Regions from separate parts of the Ovis aries genome. Here region 2 is linked to region 1. Evidence: chromatin contacts called from public Hi-C data. All regions are on one chromosome and are shown on one strand. The core of a region is the stretch at or near the end of the contact, and the rest is flanking DNA. Distances in the headings are between cores, read along the strand shown. Region 1 overlaps EHD4 (EH domain containing 4). Region 2 holds the start of EHD4 (EH domain containing 4).

Region 1 (6,073 bases), core at 1,276-3,775:
AAACTAAATTACACAGAACTATACTAAATGCCCCAAACCACTGACCTCTCCTTTCCTTTCTCACTTTTAGTTTGTTCCTTCCTCAAATGTTGACTCATTTTTTAACTGAACAAAGATCTCCAAGTGGGTGGGAACCTTTCCTATTCATGAGCAGTGTATTTATAAAAGGTGGGGTCCTAGAGTAAACTTGCCTTGCTTTTTACCTTTGTGCATTTATCCCACAAACTACTATGATTTAGAGTTTGAATCTTATTTCATTCAAAGAATTTTTTTTACGTTGACCAATTTTTTCAAGTCTTTATTGAATTTGTTATGATATTGCTTCTCTTTTATGCTTTGGTTTTTGGTTGCCAGGCATGTGGGATCTTACCTCCCCAGCCAGGGATCAAATCTGCACCCCCTCCATTGGAAGGCAGTCTAACTACTGGATCACCAGGAAAGCCCCTGAATTTTAACTTGGCTATTTTAATGATACTGAATAAAAGTAAACTCTTATTTTCTAAACCTTTGGTGGGGGCTTTCCCCAAACAGATTACTCTAAAAAACCATGAAATGAAACTTGACTGGCATCTGAGATTACGAACAGTCTTCAAAGAAAGATGTCTACTGATATCATAAGATATATACTCTTTGAGGCTAACCAAAAAACTCACTCTAAAGATTTCCTGTTCCTTTAAATAAAGGACTGGGATAAAAAATGTAAATAGAAAAAGTAGAGAAATCATTAAGTTTCAAGAGATCTTTAGTAAGAGTGCCATTTTTCATATTATGGGAAATGTCATAGTTATGATACTTTGATTACTACAGAACTCAGCAGGACATTAACAATGCCATTTCTGGCTTTTATTTCTGGATGGGCCACAGATTCTACCTAATTATGGTGGTCTATAAATAGACACACTCCACCCACCAACTCAGAGCTTCCCTGGTGGCTCAGTGGTAAAGAATCTGCCTGTAATGCAGGAGAGGCAGGTTCAATCCCTGAGAAGATCCCCTGGAGAAGGAAATGGCAACCCACTCCAGTATTCTTGCCTTGGAAACCCCACGGACAGAGGAGACTGGCAGGCTACAGTCCATGGGGTCACAAAAGAGTCAGATACAACTTAGCAACTAAACAACATACCTACGCAGATCTGACACCTGCCAGGTGATATCTGGAATCTTATCCTTTGTATACTTTCAAAATCACAGCTCGACAAACTTCTAAACTTTGTAGGGTTTATGTGGATGGAGAATATTACAGAATAATCAGAATGACAGATTAATGCAGAAAGCAAGGGCATAGTAAAGACCAACAGATGCTGTCCACGCTGCATTTCAGGTGAATGCTTTCCAGACCAGGGGGTCAGGCCCTGGTTTGAATCTATAACTTCAGGCTGGGAAGTTTTGGGTAAGTAAGGTCACCTTTCTGAGCTTCATTTCCCTTGTATGAGAAATGAATGCCCAACTTTGCGTACTGTGGGCAGGATCAGATAAAATAACATATGCAATGCAAATTGTGGGGCTTCTAGAACATTATAGACCCTTAGTCAAGGTTGGCCTGCCAAAGGAAAACTGGATCAGGAGAAAGAAAGATGAATATATCAAAACCCAAGAGCATTTTTATGAAACAGGAACACTTCAAAGAGCAAAGCTCAGGTGACCCCTTGTCCATTTCAGCAACAAGTTCACAAATGGAACATAAAACTGCAGACGGTGTAGGAAGTGGATGGCACTGGTTAGTGGTCAAGGCTATTGTGCTGAGTTCAGCTTCTTCTCTGCCTGAGACTGTTTCCTGCCCCCCTGCCAGCCTTGTGCCGCCCCAGGAACACACTGGCACAGCTCAGGCTGGAAACATCCGTACTTCAAACATTTTCCTTTATGAAAAGGAACAAGCCAGATACTATTCTTAGGAAGAAGAAAAAAATGAAGACCAGCTTTTTTCCTAGAAGTAAGCTCAGCAATTTGACTGCCCCCTGCCCCACCCCCCGCCTCTACACAAGGGCTTTCATTATTCCCGTGTCAGTACACACAGCAGCATTCTGTGCCTCTAAACCCAGGCCACGCCAGCCCCTTCACAGGGCCCAAGGTGCCAGGATGGCAGCAAAATCCCATGCTCCTGGCACCCCCAGTGAGCCTTTTGCCTTTTACTTATTTATATGATCAAACATAGCTGCATCTTGAGTTACCAGGCCCTCAGTGATGCCTCATAAATTTAAAAAGAAATTCCATGGATATTAAAAAATAGTTAAAAGATCTTGAAATCTGCAAAGGCTATGACATCATTTACCAGCCTTGGTTATACAATCATTTTGGGTATTACGTACCCTGAAGGTGAATTTCAGTTATATCAGCCAGAGAAGAGAAAGACCACATACCAGGGGTCACTAACTCGGCAAAAACAGACTTCCTGCCACTGAGCCAGGGAGGGAAACCATCTCAGGAGAGCTGCAAATTAGTGGATTTACAAGCCTTGCAGAACTGGAACAAAAGTGGCTGTTCCGGGAAGGAAGCAGCCTGTACAAGAAGAAAAGATAAAGAGCTATGACTCAGGAGCACAGGTGACTGCAGATCAGCGGAACCACACGGATGGAGGGTGTGAAAAAGCCTTAGGGGGAGCAAGAGGAAAGAGCAGATCCAGGGATGATGGGCGGGGTAGCAGCCAGGGGGGTGTCAGGTCGCAGCCAGGAGGGATGCTGCCCTGAGCACATGGGCATGCAGGCAGTGAGGAGGGGCTGGACAGCTGGTCACCTGCACGTCGGTCACCCTCAGTGGAGCCCTCCCTGCTCCCTGCCCCAGCCAGGTCCCTTCTCAGAGCACAGTGTCTACACCTGGGCACTCACAGCTCACCATTCTCAAGAGGGGAGTTTGGCGCCCCCTCCTTCACCTGACTAGGCTGCCCAGCCCTGGCGTAGGGTGCTGTTGACTGAAGTAGGCAAAGTAATGGTCGACTCTAGACGGCTGGCCTGTGGGCCCCCAGGCCAGAGCAGAAGCCACTCGTGGTGCAGCAAGAGGAAGTGGGGAGATGCAGGTTCTCTGCCATCAGAAGCTGAAGGAAAAATGAGGCCTCCTGACCAGGCATCTGGAGAGGCAGGCCCAGGACTGCTTCTAGCAGAAGGGACAAGGTCAAAGCAGAAGGCCAGACTGGAAGCCAGGAGGGCTGTCTTTAGTCCTTTGTCACTAAAGACCTCTGGTTCCCAAACTCAACTGATCATCAGAATCACTCGGGGAGCTTTACACACATACAGACAGACAGACAACACACACAGACAGACAGACAACACACACAGACAGACAGACAACACAGACAGACAGACAGACAGACAGACACACACACACACACTCTCTCTCTCTCTCTCTCTCTCTCCCCCCAATTAGAGGCTCTGGGGCAGGGCTTGGAAACTTACATTGCTTAAAGCTCCTGGACGCTTCTGATGATCACTGGGACTAGATAAACTCTGGAGGCACTTGTGGTGTTAGAGGACTATCATTTTATGAAATGTATATATAGCTTTTAAAGAACTTTTTTTTTTTTCCTGTACTTTTTCTTAGAGGAGTCACATGTTCCCCTCTCTTCAGAGGCACAGCAAAATAGACTATGCTGTTAACACGAGGGTGGTTAGATCACTGCCTACCACCTGGAGGCACAGACTCCTGGGGCTGCTAAAAGGCTCAGCCGTAAGGCTGGAGAGTGGGAACCACAGCCCAGAATGGGGATATGGTGTACCCCTTCCCGAAATGGCATAGTTGGTGGGCTGGGCTGAGCCAACCTCCTGTGGCCTCTCTGTGCCCTCGTGTGACACAGGGCTCCATGCCTTAGGCACAGGGTGATGAGTGCTGGTCCCTCGGCACCCCACTGGTCCCACCAACGCCACCTCTCTCTGGTTCGGTGGGTTATCTTCCTGCCATCCTAACATAGCAGCAGCATCCAGGTGGTAAGTGCATGCATTTCCTCAAGTCCCGGGTGCTACGTCAAGCACTCTGCAAGCCAGGTCACTCAACCCTCCCAAGCACCCTGTGCTCTTACTAGTTCCATTTTATAGGTTGAGTCAGGCTTGGAAAGGAGTCATTTGCCCAAGATCACAGAGGTAGGAGCCAGAATCTAAAGAAGATACTGATGGTCAGGCTTGCTTCATAACCCTTCCATGTCCTGTTCCCTGAGGCTCCTGGGGTAGAACCTCTGCCTATTTTCCCTTACAGAGGTGCATGTGGGAAGAGTCCCTGCCCAGGCTGCTGCTGGGGGTCTCCAGCTTACCTTGGCCAGCCGCGCTCGCTTGATGAGGTCGTTGAGTTTGCGCACTGCCGCCTTCTGGGGAAGGCTCTGGATGTCTCTGAACAGGTCCTGGGCCTCGGCCTCAAAGAGCCGTCGGTTGTCAGTGTTCTGCAGGGGCTGCGTCCAGAAGGAGCCGATGTAGACGCGTAGCACCTCAGGCGTGTTGATGACCTTGCCCAGGGACCACATGAGGGCTCCATAGACTCGCATCAGCTGTTGCGTGTCCACTTGGTCGGCCTTGTTCAGCACAACACGGATCTTGTCATCCTGGCCCCGGAAAGCCTTGATGGCCTCTGAGAACTCGTCTGAGATGTCCAGTTTGTGTGCATCGAAGAGCAGGATAATCCTGTCCACCCGCTCAGCGAACCACTGAAGGACCTGGCAGAAGTCATACCCTGTGGGGAGGGAAGGGGCAGGTCAGTGCGGATGACTGCTGCAGGGAATGTGCTGGCAGGGGGCTCAGAACCACGTGGGTCTCCAGCAGCTGCCAGGGAGAGTGCCCGGTCTTTAAGCTGGAGGAAGGGGAGGACTCATGATATGAAAACTGTTTCAAATGGGGCCCTGGGCTGGATGCATAGAGTTAACACTGGGGATGCTGGGAGTCCTTTCGTGGGCAGTACCAGGGGATACTGTGGTCACTCTGCCTAGGCAATGCTTGCTTCCATATCTGTAATTTCTTTTAGCCCCCAGGAGTCTCTTGTTTCACCTAGTACAGTCTTTCAGTTTAATGGCAAAATTGAGTAATGGCCCTGAAAAAATACAGGCCATGGTTCAAAAGCTCTCAATTTCTACCAAAGTCTCACTTTTCTGAAAGTAGCAGAGCTGGAGAAGGAAGAAATCTAGTGGCCACTCGAAGTCTTGTGGAGTGTACAGGAAGTACCACAAAAGGGAAATTTCCATCTATCTAAATTTTTAAGAGTGTTGAGATCAGAGGTTGACCTGGCCCAAACCGTGACCTGTATTTATCGTTTGGACTATTTATATCTTAAGTATGTTGTAAATATTTTTAAAATTGTGTTTCACAGCCATTCCATGAAATGGTCTCTTGCCAATTTCTTTCTAAAAATGACCAGACCCATGACAATTCTGTTTATTTTACTTTGGCTGTGTACCAACACACTCCAAATCACGCACCCAAATCAACACTCCTCTCGGCTTGTGGTCAAGGCTTCTGAGCATTTCTCAGGGAGGCAAGTCCCATGAGAAGCAAACAGAAGGGGCCAGTCTCCCGGGCTTATTTTTATTCTCAAGGCTGATTAGCTCTAGAATCAAGCCTCAAAGCAGTGCAGTCAGAACCCAAAAGGGATATTTCCTGACCCTACTTTTCATGCTCTTGCCTCTATATTTAGATCTGGAAAATTTCCAAACACATATAACAGTCTAGAGAATAATGTGATGAATGTTGACGTGCCCACCTTGTACCTTTAAGAAATTTTCACTTGACCTTCTTTGCTTCAAATATTTTTAAAAAATTGAAGTGTAGTTTATTTAAATAAAATACCACATAGCAGCGAGGGTGAACTAGATTTTCACTTGTCAACACAGGCAAATCTCACACACACAAAAATCAGTTTCAAAAGCACATGTATAGCATGATAACATTCACTTACAATGGTAAAAAACAAAGCACCACTCAGTAACCTATGGATATGTACTGCAGCTCGAATACAAACAGGTTATATGGGTTTGCGGATGCTGGTTGATTCTGGGGATGGAGGAAGCGAGGCATCTAAAGTAGATGAGCTAAAGGAGACGCCTAAAGGAGAATGAGCTATTAGAAAGAAATAAAGGGGGTCCATGAACTAAAGTTTCCATGAATTG
Region 2 (6,073 bases), core at 1,628-4,127, 68 kb after region 1:
TGCATCCTATAGCCAGTTATGAGCATCCAGTGCTTACCGGCTAGAAACAAAACACCTAGGCACTGACCAGCCTCAGAGAAAAGCAAGCCACAGATGCAGGCAGGTTCCAGGATGGTCAGCACCTGGGTCAACACTTCCAGCCCCCAGTACCAGTGTAGGACTCTAGACAGCAGCTACCCTTTTGTTTGAGTTTTTCCTTCCAGAAGCTGAATCTTTTCCTCCTAGTCCCACTCTCAAATCAAACTCAGGTCTCTGGTGCCTCACCAACCTTCTGGTATACCCTGAGTTTCTTCCGCCCTCACAGGTCCACTTTTGTGTTTGGTGCCTAACAACCAAGTCACTTAGGCCAGGGAAGGTCTCAAGAGCAAGTGACTTCCTGATAGGGTGACTCCTTTCTCACTGTAGCGTTGCACGTGGGGGCTCCAGAGCCTCCTGAGAAGTGGTTCAATTGGATGGAGTCATTGTTTGGTCGCTAAGTCGTGTCTGACTCTGTGACCCTATGGACTGTAACTTACCATGCTCCTCTGTCCACGGGATTTCCCAGGTAAGAATGCTGGAGTGACCCAGGGATCGAACCCGTGTCTTCGGCTTGGCAGGTGAGTTCTTTACCACTGAGCCACCTGGGAAGTCCTTGGATAGTCTCACCAAATTCCCAATCCTTCTTCAAACTATGCTTAGCTATTCCACAAAGTTCCCCCAAATGATGAGACAGAAAAACAGTAAGATGAAAAAAAGATGGATACATGTTTCCGTGAGTTTGTTTTCCTGTCTTAGATTTGCTTATTATCCAGGCTATGGGAGCAGAGAGAGGAACAAATAATATCCAGGTTGACACAGCATTAACAGTGGCTCCCTAATCACACAATCTCATGCCAAGGACAGGTGGGAGGAACTACTCAGGGTGCTCTGAACAGGCCATTACCAATGCTGAGACTATTTTAATTATAACAATGCTTACCTTCTTATCCTTTATCTGTATATTTCAAAAGGTCTACCTGCCACTCTTGTGCTACATAATGCTTTATAGGCCTATATACTTAAATTGGCTAGTATTACTGAGCCCTTAAGTGTATTTTATAACATCTTTCAAGGTATCAGTTTATGTAATATTTCTAGGTTCATTTTGAGTGTCTTAGGTGACATATTTAATACTATTTTCAGCTTACTAAAAAGCACCAAATAGAGCAATTTAGAAGTATTTTCTTCCGTCTTCCTTTACATTCAACTTACTTTCAAGAAGTATATTTCAATATAGTCTATTTGCTTTGCTGAATTAACTCATCGTGCAGCTGCAGCTTGGATTGAACATATTTTCTGTAGTGACAACTATATTTGTAGGAACTATAGGTCACTGGAACCCAGAAAAAGAGGCCGCTACTTAATAGAAATGGCATGTATCCAAATATAGATGCAGTTTTCTGAACACCTGTTGATCATCAATGATGAAAAAACTTAATTTCCAAAGCCCTTGCCCAAAACCTAAAATGATCACTTTGTTTCAATGAACACACAGTTTAACCCAGGAAAACAAGTCTCCTAACCAAAGAGAGTCTTAATATGCCAGCTGCTTTAAAAGTAAAATAGCCTCTTCAAAAAGCAATCTGTTACAATGTAAATTATTTCCCATTAAAAACCACTTCCGAGGGACCTATATCATTTGGATGTCAAGGCACCCACAGTAATTGTTTGCTTTTGGAGACATGGCAAGCATGACAAATATTTTCAGTTGTCAAGGGTGACGGAGAAGGGAATGACCCACCTAAGAAATGGAAACTAACCAGTAGTAATATGACACTCCCCCTGAGCTCCACTGGGCGCTGGCTGGTTCGGCGGCTACACACAGCTAACTTCCTATGGCAGGATAGAGAGGCTGTGCACGAGCTGAACGAAGGCGGCCTCTCTACTCGGTCTCCCTGAACACAGTGTTGGGGGCGGGATGCAGGGCCGCAATGGAAGGGGGCGTGGGCAATACCCTCTACTGTTGCCATTCTTTCATTCAGTAAATAGTTATACCCCGGGCACTGTGCTAGGGCTTAACTTTCCAACTTGACTCAATAATCCATTCTGACACCCCACACTTTTGTCCCCATTTCCAGCCCTTGGTCTCACTTGCTCGTCAAGAAGGTGCTTATTATAGCCTTGCTTTTCCTCCCATCCCGGGGCTCCCAGGCTGGGGTGACAAGATAAAGCCAGTCAGAGGAGTGCCTTTCCAAACGCAAGGAAGGAGGGCTCGTAGTAAGCAGAGACGGGGCGGGAGGGCGGTTCTGAGGACCCTCTCGGCCGCGTAGGGAGAGCCTGCCCTCACTTCGGCGGCGGGTCCCGGGGCAGGGCTTCAGACAGAGGGGAACCGCGCTCGGACGGGGAACCTGAGGCCGCGCCAATGCTGGAGAAAGCGGCAGAGAGGGGATTCCTCGAAGGAGAAGGGGGCGCTGCAGGAAGCCGGCAGGAGGCTGGTAACAACAGGCGCGCACGTGGGGAGGAGGACGTCTCCACCTAGGTGACGAGGACAGGTGTGCAGGCAGGAGGGCGGAGGGGGCGGGGAGGATTACCTGATGAAGGTGGTCTTGCCGGTGCTGTACTGGCCCACCAGCAGGATCATGGGCTTGTTCTCAAAGTCGGCGTCCTCCAGCGCCGGCGAGTGGAACTCGTGGAAGCGATACGCCTCCTCCAGCGGCAGCACCTTGCGCTGGTAGAGCGAGCGCAGGCCACCCGTCACGGTCTGCACCGGGTCCGCGCCCGTACCTCCGCGCCCGCCCGCCTGCCGCCCTAACCAGCTGAACATCTTGCCGCCGGCCCGCTCGTCTGTGCCCCGCGCTCGCCCTCTCAGTGCCGGTCCCGGGCTCTGACCCCACTCCGGGCTCGACCCTCCCCAGCTGGCACTGAGCAGCCCCAACAGCCCTCGCCGCCGCCGGAGCTGGCCCCGCCTCGCGCCAACTCAGCCAGTCTCCGGTCGCTACGTCACGGGCGTGTGTTCATTATTCAGAAGGATCTTTCAAGTGCTTTCTCATTGGACCGCTGCCGGCCCGAGTGGAGGCGCCAGCCAATGGAGACGAGTGTTTTAATGAATTATTGATGACCGAGTCTTTCTGGAGGACTGGGCGAGGAAGAGGGTGTTTCTCTAACTTGCCAGCGCAGACCGGCAAACCGAGGGGCTGGGTGTGGTTGGTTGCCCGCGCCCCACCTCTAGCCAGGTGGCGTAGATTTCCGGGCAAATCTGAGCTGGCAAAGAAACACACACACTCACACAAGCTGGCAAAGAAACACACACGCGCGCCCGCGCGCCTCTGGAGGCTGCTTAGTTTCCTGGGACGTTTTTTCATCCCAGCCCTACGACGCTGGGGACAAAAGTTTAAAAAGTTAACAGGTGGGTTCTTTCTACCTACTGGCAGCTTATTATTACTCTGACTTTACCTGTGAGGAAACCCTGACTCAAGGACGTAACTGACCAAATTTGAAGTTGGGATAGTAGATTTCAATCTACTTGGGTAAATGTTTCTCCATGCTGCCTCCACAAACTTCTGGATCGAGCGAAGGCTTTTGCCCTTAGTTTTCTTTATGTGATTTTCTGTAAATTTGAAGGTTTAGTTATCCTTATTATTACAACCTCATTGCCACATATTGCCATAAAAAGAGTTACTGTTAGCCTGTAGCAGTCTCTTTTTCAGGTCATAAGGATACATCGGTGGAGAAGACTAGTGTCCCTTGGACTGCAAGGAGATCAAACCAGTTAATCCCAAAGGAAATCAGTCCTGAGTATTCATTGGAAGGACTGATGCTGAAGCTCCAATGCTTTGGCCACCTGATGTGAAGAACTGCCTCACTGGAAAACAGCCTGATGCTGGGAAAGATTGAAGGGAGGAGGAGAAGGGGAGGACAGGATGAGATGGTTGGATGGCATCACCGACTCAGTGGACATGAGTTTGAGCAAGGTCGGGGAGCTGGATGGACAGGGAAGCCTGGTGTGCTGCAGCCCATAGGGTTGCAAAGAGTCGGTAACGACTGAAGGACTGAAATGAACTGAACTGAACTGAAGGATACATCTAAACTGAGATAGGGAGAAATAATCAGCCATCACTTGTGGTGTCCTACGTTACAGTTTTAGAATGTCTCCATTGTTTCAGTGCATTTCTCAAGTGTGGTGCTGGTGGTGGTGGGGAAGGGGGTACCTGCATAAGAAAACTTGAGATGGTTGTTAAAATGCAGATGTCTGGTCATCACCCCTGTCCTCCTGAGTTAAAATATTGGAGAAGGATGAAGCTCAACAACTATTCCCAGCTGATGCTGATGTATTCTAATCTGGGGGAAATAGTATCACAACAGACTTCTCACATTTGATATTAATGCAGATTCTGATTCAGTGGATATGGGATGTTACCTAAGACTGTGTTTCTAACAAGCTCCCAGGTAGGTGTTGCCCAATGGTGCTTGTTCATGGATCATTATTTGAGTACCAGGGCTGTGGTGGAAAGAACAGGATTTGGCATAAAAAGACCTAGGTTTGAATTCTGACTGTATAAATTAATGGCTATATGATTGTAGGGGCTTCCCTACGATGGTAAAGAATTTGCCTGCCATGCCGGAGACCCAGGTTCAATCCCTGGTTCGGGACGATCCCCTGGAGAAGGAAATGGCAACCCATTTTAGTATTCTTGCCTGGAGAATCCCATGGGCAGAGGAGCCTGGTGAGCTACAGTTCATGAGATTGCAAAGAGTCAGACACGACTGAGTGACTAACACACTTATGTGATCTTAAATGCAATGAGTTGTCTCTTTGCCTCAGTTTTCTTGTTTGTAAAATGGGAACTTTTTTGGAATTGTGGATAAAATATTTAGAGGGAGCTATATGTGACTAAGAAAGTGATGAGAAATCCAAGAAAAAAAATCTAGTTAGATATCTGCCTCATCAAAATAAAACAAAGCTTGAAATGTAAAAATAAAAAAAAACCATAGATCTACTAGAACTACTACTACTTTAGAAGTTACTGAAGATTTGTAAAATTTTGGAAGGGAAAAGCCTTTCTAATCAAAACCAAAGATAGAAATTATGAAAAAAGGTTGATAGCTTTGTCAGCAAAAAACTAAAGGCTTCAATGTGGGTTTTTTTTAAATAAATAAAAACCACTTAAAAACATACTCTTGCCATATAATTCAGAATTTTCTCTCCTTGGTATTTACCCAAATGAGTTGAAAACTTATGTCCATATAAGAACTGCATGTAAATATTTACAGTTGGTTTATTCATAGTTGCCCAAACTTGGAAGCAACTAAGATATCCTTATCTAGGTGAATGGATAAATAAACTGTGGTACAGTTAGACAATAAAATATTATTCAGCTAAAAATAAATGAGCTACCAAGCCAAGAAAAGATGTAAAGGAAGCTTAAATCTATATTACTAAGTGAAAGAAGCCAGTGTAAAAAGGCTACATACTGTATCATTGAAACAGTATGACATTCTGGAAAAAGGCAAAACTATGGAGACTATAAAAATATCAGTGGTTTCCAGGGGTTAGAGAGGAGGGGAGGATGAGTAGGAAGAGGTTAGAAGGTTTGTAGGGCAGTGGAACTATTCTGTATGATGATGTAATTGTGGATATATATCATTACACATTTGTCCAAACCCATAGAATCTATAACACCAAGAGTGAATCCTAATGTAAACTATGGATTTGGGGTGACAGTGATGTGTCGGTATAGGTTAGGTTCATCAATGGTAACATATGTACCACTCTGGTGCAGGATGTTGGTTGTGTGGGATGTCGATAGTGGGAAGGCTGTATTGCAGGGATAAAGGATACATGGGAACTCTCTTTACTTTATACTTCATTTTGCTGTGAATCTAAAACCACTCTAAAAAATTCTATTAAATGTAGTATATAAATAAAAAACCAAACAGGGACTTCCCTGGCGGTCCAGTGGTTAAGACTGCACCTTCCAATGCCTGGAGTGCAGTTCCGTCCCTGGTCAGAGAGCTAGGATCCCACATGCCTTGGGGCAAAAAAACCCCAAACAAACTTAAAAGAGAAGGAATATTGTAACAAAGTCAATAAGATTTTTGAAACAGTCCACATTAA

The links. A called contact is a pair of places that touch in the nucleus more often than the background predicts.
Region 2: a contact with region 1 is called in a Hi-C map of hypothalamus, with 1.6 times the contacts expected there. The contact joins the promoter of EHD4 here to the enhancer-like site in region 1. A contact is called at or near these places in 2 of 16 Hi-C or Micro-C datasets (hypothalamus and omental adipose tissue).

The regions. Positions count from the first base shown.
Region 1 is chr7:35,523,611-35,529,683 of ARS-UI_Ramb_v3.0, forward strand. It overlaps EHD4 (EH domain containing 4), which reads right to left. Exons shown (of 6, transcript XM_004010473.5): 4 at 4,235-4,647. Among named protein-coding and RNA genes, the nearest start is that of SPTBN5, 17 kb to the left of the region's middle. Within about 2 kb of position 2,526, at least 19 of the 54 cell types and tissues checked have an H3K27ac peak or open chromatin away from gene starts, as enhancers often do. A contact at or near this core is called in hypothalamus, where this site is marked.
Region 2 is chr7:35,591,630-35,597,702 of ARS-UI_Ramb_v3.0, forward strand. It overlaps EHD4 (EH domain containing 4), which reads right to left and starts at 2,878. Exons shown (of 6, transcript XM_004010473.5): 1 at 2,550-2,878. The coding sequence starts at 2,782. LOC121820063 (a long non-coding RNA gene) reads left to right here and starts at 3,132. Exons shown (of 2, transcript XR_006060521.2): 1 at 3,132-3,364; 2 at 3,666-6,073.